Regions from separate parts of the Danio rerio genome. Here region 2 is linked to region 1. Evidence: chromatin contacts called from public HiChIP or PLAC-seq data. All regions are on one chromosome and are shown on one strand. Each heading gives the region's core, a stretch centred on a gene start, on an enhancer-like site or on the middle of the called end of the contact. The rest is flanking DNA. Distances are from core to core; before and after follow the strand shown. Region 1 holds the start of cbln1 (cerebellin 1 precursor). Region 2 holds the start of n4bp1 (nedd4 binding protein 1).

What was found. HiChIP or PLAC-seq counts read pairs in DNA pulled down with a chosen protein or histone mark.
Region 2: an H3K4me3 HiChIP or PLAC-seq map of embryo shows a contact between it and region 1, with 5 times the contacts expected there. The contact joins the promoter of n4bp1 here to the promoter of cbln1 in region 1.

The regions. Positions count from the first base shown.
Region 1 is chr18:19,485,401-19,491,445 of GRCz12tu, reverse strand. cbln1 (cerebellin 1 precursor) reads right to left here and starts at 1,458. Exons shown (of 3, transcript NM_001430964.1): 1 at 929-1,458; 2 at 390-509. The coding sequence starts at 1,180.
Region 2 is chr18:19,789,097-19,795,750 of GRCz12tu, reverse strand. It overlaps n4bp1 (nedd4 binding protein 1), which reads right to left and starts at 2,939. Exons shown (of 7, transcript NM_199787.2): 1 at 2,431-2,939. The coding sequence starts at 2,739.

The sequences.
Region 1 (6,045 bases), core at 209-2,708:
AAATTGGCTAAAGACAGCGTGCGCACACACACACACACACACACACACATATATATATATATATATATATATATATATATATATATATATATATATATATATATATATATATATATATATATATATATATAGTGCTGTACAGACATTGAAAAATCAGAAGTCGAATCGGTCATGAGCAGAGCATTCACTGTCCATGGTCCTGAACACGCGCCAGTCTTGTCTGCGGGCCAATTTTTGGCTGAGTGTTAATCTCGTTTTAATTGAGGTAATAAAACAAAGAATTAACCTAAAGAAAGACTTGGATTTAGCAATTTTCTCAACTAATTCAATGCCCCAAGTGCACCAAAAATACGTTAGAGAATGGTGACCATTAAGGAATGTGCACTTACCTGGATAGTTTGACGATTATACACTTTCACTACGTGGAAATTAAAACTGTATATCCCTTTGCGCGGGGCGAAGAAATTGCTCCTTTCTTCGTCGAAACTTCTACCAACGTTGACCAGTACCTGAAGGAGGATGCAGACATCAGAATCGAAGCCAAACATCGCTTAAAAACGCCTTATTACAATAAGTTTTGTCTCTTGAAGTTTTACAGTGAAAACTCGCTTGTACAAAGCAGCAAATCAATTGATTATACATACAAGAGCAGATGGAGGATAGTTTTAAGACACGACAAAGAAGTTCACGGCTATTAGATATAATTGAAAGCCATTAGCCTGTAATTGACCTTTAACGAAGTGGAAGGAAATGTGACATCTCCCTAGATTACACGTATCAGTTAAAGCTTTCATTGCTGCGATATTTCTTTGATTTTGCGATCTGGTTTGCATTTGTAACCGTGACACAAAAAAACATCCCACTGATCCCAACGCGTCAAAAGTAAGATTAAACAAAACACGTGCCTCTTTCCATACTGAAACTGTACCTGATCGAAGTAGATCACCATAGTTCGATTGCTCATCTCCGACGGCTCGTGGTTCGTGTTTCTCACCACGGAAAAAGCCACTTTGGCGCTTCCCGAGCGCACCGATATCCCAAGAGCCGTCCCAGTGGGGTCTGAGGTGGGATTTGAATCGCACACGACCAAGCATTTCCCCTCCAATACGATGGGCTCTGTCTCGTTCTGTGCGTATGCATGGCACACTAACCACACTGCGCCGAGCACCAACGTCAACATCATGCCAACTTCGCTCCGCACCTAACAGCAGTCTTCTCTCAAAGACAACACAGCCCGCTCAAATCCCGAACCAAAAACACTCCACACCTGTCCTCACTGTACAATGAAGTCCTTCCAAACAGTTCAAGTTAAGACTAAAACAGTTTCCCCACTCGTTCCCTTTCAGTCCGTAGTAGAAGAGCCGACTGGAAGCGGATCAAGGCCCTTTCCCTGCTCGCGCGCAGTAGAATACATAGCGCGTGGGGTCCGTCTGCTCGCGCGCTCAATTATTGATATGTGAGATATTAGAAGTGAAACACAAAGGCTCGTGAGCGCAATCCTCCCGCCCTCCTCGCTCTCCCCTCCGGGCCCCCAATCAGCGCAGGAGACGCTCTTTACTTTTCCAATCCTTTTTCCAAGCTAGTGCATGGACCGCCTCTTCTCGTGACAGCGCCGATGGGGTCCCACCCCTCAAAAGGAGTATCTTACAGGTGGATCCTACTCAGCAGACAGAAGGGGATGACACCCCGATCCGCTGAAAATAGGGGCGCGTTATTTTATCATCGTTCTGCCGGACACAAGGACGCAATTTATTCTTCCATGCCATAATTCTAACTCAAGATGAATGGATTGGGAGCGCGCGGAAACGCAGCGGAGGCTGGCTTCATGAAAGGCGGGTGGAAGAAGTTGAAAAAGTTGTTTTGCTCACCACCGGACACCTATTGCTGAGGAAAAGGATGATAAGCAACATATTTCCGCTAGTCAACTTTTAACAGGAAGACCGCGTCTTAAAAAAGTGATTTTGTTAGAAAGGAAAATTAAAATATGGAAAATAATAAATTCAAATAATAAATTCAATATAATGGAGAAGAAATTTAATTTTACTTTACAAATATGGGCTTTTAAAGTAAAAATAAAGAATGTAATTTAACATGCATTTACAATGTGCAACTATTTTTTTATTGTAAGTTAAGTAGGCTATTTCTTTAAAAAATATTCATAAAAATCCTGGACGTTTTTTTGCAGATCCTTTGTGTATTTTTTATTAAATGTTAAATATTTACAAGTAAGTTAGGCGATATTTTGTTACTAAACTGTCAGTCTGCCTGTATTTTTAGCTATGGCTCAAGAAAAGGCTATTTTAATTAACGCAAGTCTTGGTGTGGTGGCCTTTATTTTACCACCTTCACGACAGTTATGGGTAGACTATATTTAAGCTGCAAAGCACATTTTACTTGTTAATGTATCGTATAATGTAGGCTAGAAATACATTTTTATTAAATAGGTTTAAATAGATTTAACCTATTACGGGTTTTGGCACAGATATCTTTTTATTATGCATTTTTAAAACAATTATACCACATGCTTCTAATGCAATACCGTGGATATAAAAATCACCATAGTTTAACTGTGGCAATTGAATAACTACTGGCTATACAACAATCTTTATCTACCACAGCAGTCTTGGGAAACAGCTGACGCATTGTGAATAAACGGAGAAGTCTGCGTAGAACATTTACGCCGCAAACTTAGGGAACATATGCTGTTGCTCCAAATATTTGGCGCAGAGTTGTTGATGGCATGTGGCGTCTGAGGCCCGCGCGATTCTCATTTTTTCTGACAGCGCTCATTCTGCGCCAGCGCAGTTCCTACATGACATTTAATAAATGAGATCACTGAGCAGGTTTTAGCAAGAAAAGAGACATGGCGAGCTAAACAAGAACAGAGGACGAGCTTGACATTTGAAAGAAACAGCGACAACAAAGCATGTAGGAGAATACGAGAGTTGAGCCGATAGTTCATTAAATTGGACGCCACATATGAAAGGGAAGTGTTTTTGTTAGTATTTGCAGATCTGGACCTGGTACAGGAGAAAAAAATATATAATTATACACAGATACTTTTATGTGCACACCAACGTATGGGTACCTGCTGTTATGGTGAAAGCAAAGAGAATAAACAGTAGGTATTTCACCACCTGTATCTCACAGTTATCTCAACAGGAGCAGACGGCATGCTGATCTGGAGTCAGCAAGTCACCTATTCACTTTATCAAAAGAAATGTTCTAAAGAAGAGATGATGAGCTGTAGGCACAGCTTTAGTAAGGTCAGCCACCCACAAGACTGCAGTGGTGTGCTGTTAAAAATGCCTTAAAAGCGCTGGAAGCTAAAACATGCAGTTATGTGTTCATCGTCTCACACTTCACGTTATCCGCAAATCTAAACTCGAAAAACTCATAAAATCAGATTATAATTAAAGTATTTTTTTAAAACGTATTGCGTTATTTTTCCTCTTATTGTGTTACAATACTGGCAGATCATTTGTTTGTTTTGGTTTTTTGGACAATCATTTACATCACCAACCCAAACATTATTCAATCATTCATTTTTTTTCGGCTTAGTCCCTTTATTGATTAGGGGTCGCCACAGTGGAATGCACCACCTTTTCCAGTATATGTTTTACACAGTGGATGGCCTTCCAGCTGCAACCCAGTACTGGGAAACACTAATACACACTCACACACATACACTATGGACAATTTAGTTTATTCAATTTACCTATAGCCCACGCCCATACAGGGAGAACTTGCAAACTCTACACAGAAATACCAACTGCCCAAGCAACCTTCTTGCTGTGAGGCGACAGTGCTAACCCAGACATCATATAATTTCAAACTACTAAAATGTAACTTTAGTTCAACTTTTCAACTAAAAGTTGTCAGAACAGAGATCAAGGTCCTGTAACGGAAAAAAAGCGTAAATAATCAGAAAACAAACCATTGAAGTACAACTTTAAACTTGAGAATTAAAAAGGAAGGAATATAGTAAATAAGCCAAAATAAAAACAAGAATGATGATTTTTGTTTCATCATACTGAATCATCAAAGTGAAATACATCAAATAAAATATCAAGCAGGCATACGGAGCAAGGGTATGATCAAAGGAGTAACAACTAAACAAAATGCAATGGCACAAGTACAAAACATGTCATCTCTGGAATGGTCATCCACATATCAAAAACTGCATAAACATGACATTATGGCAACCCACACAACCTCTGAAGAGAAATTACATATGTGTGAGAAAAGTATGAAAATTTAGGGGTATGGTGCACCTGCATTTTATAGACTACAAATATTGAAGCTTATTTGAAACAAAAAAAAAATCATACAGCTAAAATCTGCAGCCACATTAGGATAAGAACATGAGAGAGTTTTCATTTTTGGTTGTCAGTGTCACTTTAAAGGGCACAATATGATGCATAGGCCAGAAATATAATCCAGACAGAATACAAGGGCAACACGGTGACTCAGTGGTTAGCACTGTCGCCCCACAGCAAGAAGGTCGCTGGTTCAAGTTCCCTATGGCAGATACTTGTAGATCAGGGGTGCCCAAACTTGGTCCTGGAGAGCCAGTGTCCTGCATAGTTTAAATCCAACCCCAATGAGACACACCTGCACTGTAAAAAAAAATAATTTTACAGTTTATTAGTTAAGATAATGGCTGTTAAATTACAGAAATTTTCTGTAAAATAACAGAGGTTGAATTACAGAAATTTACCAGAAATTTTAATTAAAGGACATTTCTGTAATTTAACAGCCGTTATTTTACGTATTTTCCCAGCACCTCAGCTGCCAGAAATAAACCGTAAAATTACAGATTTTTTTTACAGTGTGGGCTAGTTAATCTGGCTCTTAGTAGGCTTGCTAGAAATATCCTGGCAGGTGTGTTGAAGCAAGTTCGAGATAAACACTGCCGGACATCGGCCCTCCAGGACTGAGATTGGGCACCCCTGATGTACAGACAGATAAATAGAACGATAGATGGATGGATGGATGGATGGATGGATTGATAGAACGATAGATAGACAGACAGACAGACAGATAGATAGATAGATAGATAATAGAACAATAGATGGATGGAAGGAAGGAAGGAAGGATGGATGGATGGATTGATAGAATGATATTGATAGACAGACAGACAGACAGACAGATAAATGGACATAGATGAATGGATGGATGGATGGATGGATGGAATGATATATAGATAGAACGATAGAATAATAGATAGATAGAATGATAGAACAATAGATAGATAGAATGATAGAACAATAGATAGATAGAACGATAGATAATACGATAGAACAATAGATGGATAGAATGATAGAACAATAGATAGATTGAACGATAGATAATACGATAGAACAATAGATAGATAGAACGATAGATAGATAAAACGATAGACAGACAGACAGACAGACAGACAGACAGACAGACAGACAGACAGACAGACAGACAGACAGACAGATAGATAGATAGATAGATAGATAGATAGATAGATAGATAGATAGATAGATAGATAGATAAATAGATAGATAGATAGATAGACAGACAGACAGATAGATAGATGGATAGGCATGACAGTCTTCTGAAGCTGTAGATGAACAGTGAAAGTCAGGTTAGCGGAGCGTCAGGACAGATGTTGTCTAGTGACAGCTTCCCTGTGAGGAATGTCCTGTCACACTCCACATCCCGCAGGTCTCGTTGCATCATTCTGCTGCCTAAGGTGCTTCCATCTCCCTGCATCATGAAGCGAGGATGGTGTAAAAAAAATAAATAAAGAGAGAGAGAAAGAGAGGTGTGTCAGTGACATGTTAGGCGTGACGGTGTGTGCGCTGCTGCCAGCTGGCTCTCAATGCCTGGCTGCTAGAGCAGGAAAACACCTCTAGAACATAACAACAAAACGCATGTCTGTCCAAATGACGAGAAAAGGAAAATCAAGATAAGTGCAGATCCCTCCCAGCAGAGCAGGGCTACCTGGAACATAGTCGTTAAAGTACAATTAGCATTCAAACACTTCAGTTCTCAAAAGGAGAAGTTAACAAC
Region 2 (6,654 bases), core at 1,690-4,189, 300 kb before region 1:
GCCTAAGAAGACAGTATGCCGACATGCAATGAACGCGTGGTGGTGTTTGAAAGCGTAAGACGCAAAGCACAGATGCTCTTGACAGTTCTGGAGGTCATTAATAATACATTAACACTAATACTGAAATGGTAAGGTGTTTTAGAATGACCAAAACAACATTTCAGATGTTTAACAGTGTGCTCAGCCTGCTGGTTTTTCCATTCACACACATTTTCATTATCACATGATCTCTCATAACAAAATAACATTCCCTTTTTTTAAACGTGCATTCTGGAATTTGTTTGGTAAAAATGTATCCATCGTAGTTTATGTGCATCTTTTATGATCAAATAAAAAGTTTATCCGACTCTGTTATGTGCATACATTATAAAAATAGGTGGATGGAAAAGTAGCCACTGTTCATTTAAAAACAAGCTGCTCATGACAACATTGTCAACGACACTGAATGATTGTGTTATACAACTTCCTGTAATCATCTCTTGGGTGCTGGGTGTTCGAAAACACAATGTGGCACAAAACAATTAATCAGATTTTATTTTTGGAATTATTAAAAAAAAGAAAAAGGAAATGAACTCTGTTTGCCAATAATAGTTAAGTGGTTTAAGGTTAGAAAACAAGCTCATTGTATAACTTTTATTAAAATACATAACATTCTTTCAATTTGAACAATGTTATAAGGCTTTGTTTGTATTTCTACAAATGAAAACACACAATACTGACATGACACTCACGTGGCTTTGAGTAAATGGACCTGCAAATAGCTAGTCAGACTTTCAAATGAAAAACAATACAGGAAGCTCAAGAGGTGGACCATTCAGTCACAGCTCTGCTGATCTTTTAGTTTCTTTGATCTTTGATTGAGTTACGGTAAAATAAATACTCATTTATAGTACCAGTAATGACGCCAGGTTAAAAGACTCTACTCTGAGCAGTTACTAGAAACGAAAGTGAAATACATCGGGGGCCTCCCATCTTGTCCTGACTAAGCAAATAGACCTCTGTCAAAGAATCATGAGAAAATAAATGACACAGTTTGTATGAGACATAGATACTAGCCTTTATCTGTCATACTATTACATATCAAATGGGTATATATATATATATATATATATATATATATATATATATATATATATATATATATATATATATATATATATATATATATATATATATATATTTATATTTATATACATATATATTCAAAAGTCAGTGCAGTGCAAATCTGGAGCTTTTTGGTTGTGAATGTAATTTCACAGAACATTTCTCGACGCTAGTCCCATATGTGAAAAAGCATTACAAATTTATTCAAAATGATTTGATAAAGAGGAAGTGTACATAGTGGTGTAACACATCCAATGAGTGGTTTCCGTTTCATGGCTTAACAATAAGGATATTCCAGGTTTACTGGTACTGATGGTTGTAATTTCCTTTTAAAAAAAATTGAATGTTAGGATTGGGCGATGATGCCACACGTTTAGTAAAAACACATCTTTTGTTGCTGTCTTGGTTGGTAAATCTTTTTTTTTGATACCACATTAACAGGAAACATTTTCATGATAATATACAGGGTTGGATCGATATTTCATGAGTATGAAAGCTTACAAATGTATTACTGTCTGCTGAGATATTATGAAATACACTGACCTCATTTACAATATGCTGGATCTATGTAGTTCGGCGAAACTTACTCAAAATGTACATAACGCACAACTCTAATGGGAAATTTAAGCATTATAATTAACAACTGAGATCCTAAATAAGCACAGATGGTATGTGTCCAAAACAATTTGTCCTTATGAATCATAACCAAGCTGATGTGTAATACTACATCACGATGAGTGTGGTGTTACTTTTCAACCTCAGATCTATAAATAAGTAATTTTGTTTTAGATAAACAAATGGCCAATGGGTTGCTGTTTATCTTCTCTTCGAAAAAAGATAACTAAAAAAAAAGCCAAAGTTCTGTGTTCCACCCTAATTAAAAGTTGGTCTGGAACAATGTGTGTAAATAGAGTGACCATTTTAAATCTTTCTGTTGCTCATTTCTTCTGAACTAGATAAGCAAACTTGCAATGAACTACACAAGCACACTTTGAACTCTGGTGGACTTCTATTTAAAACGCTGTCTTGAAAAAGGTTTTAGTAGGCAAAATGAAAGCATGATTAAAATCATTTTTGTGGGGGCAGACAGACACAAAAGAGACAACAGCATACTATAAGGCGAGGTGTAAATGTCAAATAAAGACAAACATGTTGCCGACTGACGCAGCTGACTGAGTTCAGGGTAATCTCAGCTTCCTCCAGCTATTACGTTGCAACTTTGCCTCACAGCAAGTTCATCAATTTCTCTTGTGAAAATTAGGTATAAACAAAAACAAAGGACAAACATTATTACCACAACTAACATCTTGATTTACTTTGATTTACCTTCGCTTTATACACATCCTCCTTTTTCCCTTTAAGCTGGAGCCAGATCTGTCTGGAAGCCTTACTTCCGTGGGCTCCAGTATGATCCAGGAGCCCGATAATCGTGAATGTCACTTGGAAAACCTGTTCGACCTTCGGTTTGCTGCATTTGAGCTCGGTCTGCTTGTCTTCGTGCACTGTAAACTCGTCTACGGTGAGCGAATCGGGTTGTGCTCTGCTGGCGGTCGGTGACTGTCTGCCTCCCGGCGGCTCCGTGCAGGTTACCTCGGTGATTCGCTTCATCCCGAGGAGGGGCCGCGTTGTTGACATTTTATTTTCAGCCGTATCGATCTACGCTAATACAAGTACATTCACTTTTAGAAACGCTCCTTGTAAAATGAATCTTTTACTCCCTTCATGATCGCTTCCTGCTGGCTCTGTCTTGACGTTTGTCAACAGCGCTGTAGTATCTGTGTTTTGACGTTACTTTCGTTAGCCTGGTAGCTTACATCCCCGTCGCACCCGGAAATCCCCGCGCATCGCACGTCATCAGCAGACGACGACGTTTGGTGATACGTCATCTGCTATGATTACAGATAAGAGTCTGTTGCTCGTGGTAACCACCACACTGTTTACGCCAAAAATATCACACTGCAATTGTTGTTACTATTGTAAACAATAGTAAAATAATGCTGGGTAACATAGTCGGAGAGAGAAGGGAAATGTTAATAAAAACTGTGAAATAACCTGTGATATACCAACCATGTTTTAGGTGACCCACGATTGAGCAGTGTTGTAAAGTTACAAATAACATATACTCCAGTTACTGTAATTGAGTAGTTTTTCTAATTTTAGGAATTGTAATTTACAAAGTAGTTTAAAAAATGTGTACTTAAACCTTCCCATGAGTGCATTTTTTAGAGCAGTATCAATACTTTTACTCAAAAAAAAAAGTACTAATACTTTCCTTCTTAGACTTTACAGAACTGAAACTTGACTATAGCACTTATTCATTGTTGCTCTTATAGTTCTGTAAGTTTCTTCCTTGTCCTCATTTGTAAGTCGCTTTGGATAAAAGCGTCTGCTAATGACTAAATGTAAATGACTAAATGAGTTGGATCCGCTGGCAAGGGGGAAAGCTGGACAAACCTGGTAGGCCCAAGCTTATTGTGAGGGTCCTCTGACCTCAACTGGGGATGTTGTCGGGCGGTGGAAGGAATACTTTGAGGATCTCCTTAACCCCACCGGCATGTCTTTCATCGAGGAAGCAGAGACTGGGGATGCAGGGGTGGACTCGCCCATCACCCAAGCTGAGGTCACTGAGGTAGTTTGCAAGCTCCGCAGTGGCAAAGCAGCGGGGGTGGATGAGATTCACCATGTGTATCTTAGGTCTCTGGATGTTGTGGGGCTGTCGTGGCTGACATGTCTTTACAACATTGCATGGAGGTCGGGAACAGTAACTTTGGACTGGGCAACTGGGGTGGTGGTTCCCATTTTTATGAAGGGGGACCAGAGGGTGTGCTCCAACTATAGGGGGATCACACTCCTCAGCCTCCCGGGGAAAGTCTATGCCAGGGTACTGGAGAGGATGATCCGGCCAATGGTTGAACCGAGGATCCAGGAGGAAGAATGCGGTTTTCGTCCAGGCCGTGGTACACTGGACCAGCTCTGTACCCTCACCAGGGTGCTCGAGGGTTCATGGGAGTATGCTCAACCAGTCCACATGTGTTTTGTGGACTTGGAGAAGGCATTTGATCATGTCCCTCCCATGTTCATGTTAGCTGAGTAGCTGTATGAAATCAAAGTGAGATTTATGAAAAAATAAGGCGATTTCCTTCAAGTGAAACATGAGCACACATTGCTTTGCATCTTATCAACACAACCAAGCCTTAAAATTACTTTCTGGACCACCCCTTTAATTGAAATCTGAAAATGCACTTTTTTTCAGTTAAAATTTCAGATTAGCAAATGGGCGTGGCTATTATATGTAACCACGCCCCTCCAATTGGCAACAAACAGAAATGGTAAGAAGGATGTATCTATAGGTTGTAATAACTCTCCCTAAACCCTTTTCCTAATCTTTCTGACTGAAAAGCCTACTTTACTACATCCATTCAGTTCACAGCAGCCATGCCCATTGTTTTCTTATTCAATATTCTGTTTCTCTAGGAAATGCATCACAATACAAAAATAAATAAATAAATGAACAGCCACAGCTTCCGGTTCATGGGGACTTTAAGTAAATTGTTAATATTTTTATTCTATGAACATGAATTCTATATGAATATCTTAAAATCTGAAATACAAATATTGTTTTTTAGATCGTTAGACGTTCTTACATAGTTAGAGAAACGCTAGAAAATAAATAATTAGGCTATAAAGAATACAAATATAAAATAGATCAAATGTAGTATTGGTATGGAGTGGCACAGTAGGGAGTGCTGTCGCCTTACAGCAATAAGGTAGCTGATTCGAGTCTCAGCTGGGTAAGTTGGCGTTTCTGTGAGGAGTTTGCATGTTCTTGCTGCGTTCACGTGCATTTACTCCGGTTTCCCCAACAGTCCAAAGACATGCGGTACAAGTGAATTAGGTAGGCTAAATTGTCCGTAGGGAATGAGTGTCTGTGGATGTTACCCAGAGATGGGTTGGAGCTGGAAGGGCATCGGCTGACGGCACATAGCTAATGGTCTGCATACATCAAGGTTCAAGCCCTCAAGCGTCATACAAATGCAAAGCAGGTGTATTTATAGGGTACATACATTGCAACACCAGTACAGTAATAACAAATAAATAAATAAAAATGTAAAAAGGAAAATAAAAAAAGAAATACGATACACATAAAAACTTGATTAAAAATAGTTTTCATCACTGTGGTATATGATTAGTTCCTTTATAAAATACACAACAATTGTGTTTCATCGGTTGTTCTGTTCTCTCTGCTTTTCCGTGTTCCACCAAAGTCCTTACATTGTATAGTCTTTGGTTTCACATACTCCTGCAAACATTTGTTTATTGAGACTGTGTGTAAGGGGACAGTATTATTCTTCTTTTTTTAAACAGCATTGATATCAGGCATAACATTAGACAAAAACATGCTTTGCATTTATAATTAAATGAAAGTCAGAAATTTGAGCATACATTCAATCCCCAAAAATATTATTATTATCCTGCAAACATTTATGTTTTTGGAGATGTTTTGGTGTGTCTAGGAAAAAAAACAATGACTTGAAGCCATAGTCTACTGGACTTTAGAAAAGAGGGATAAGACCTTTTGAGTTTGTTAAAAAAGTACAGCAGAGTCAATGCTAAACTTGCTCATTTTTGAAAGTAACATCTTAAACATTCCCATAAATCCCTCTGCAATATTACACATTTTATTATGCAGATTATTATTATCATTATTAATAGTTCATTTTTCTTTTGGCTCAGCCTTGAATCATTTTTCTTTTGGCTCAGCCTCTTTTGCAGCCCTTCCAGCTGCAACCCATCACTGGGGAACATCCATACGCACCCATTCACACGCATACACTACTGACAATTTAGCTTACCCAATTCACCAATAGTGCATGTGTGTTTGACTGTGGGGGAAACCGGAGCACGAAGAAGAAACCCACGCAAACACGGGGACAACATACAAACTCCACACAGAAACGCCAACTGACCCAGCTAGGGCTCGAATCAGCGACCTTCTTGCTGTGAGGTCATTGTGCTACACACTACGCCACCCTACTGCCCTATTATTATTATCCATTAAAATAGTTCATATTAGTCATCAGTTGTTTGCACTTAGCTTTTATGTAAGTGATATGTGTTACAGATGTTTTGTGTTTGTGTAAATGACTCTATCCTTTTATTACAGATTTATACAGCAAAACTGACAGGTTCTTTTGTAAACATGTTTACATTTTTACTATATTTTATTTTACAAAATAATTCTAGCAACTTCCAGTTTCATTTATTAATTTACAGTCAAATAGTATGATTAGCACTAAGATAATGTGTGATCAATGCTACATTCTGATGCAATTTATAATTTTGAAATTAAAAGTCATAATGCTAAAATTGTTTTGACAAATTGATAAGCAAGTCAAGCAAAAAGAAGCTTTTTTATGTCATAATTTCACTGTTTAGGATTTTCATGATTTAGCAAAGCTTGATTGTTTCTGATGTGGTAGAAATGTCTTTCTTTCTTTTACATTTAATACAGATCAGTGGAGTCAATTGGTGCTTTTTGAGTCTTTCGGT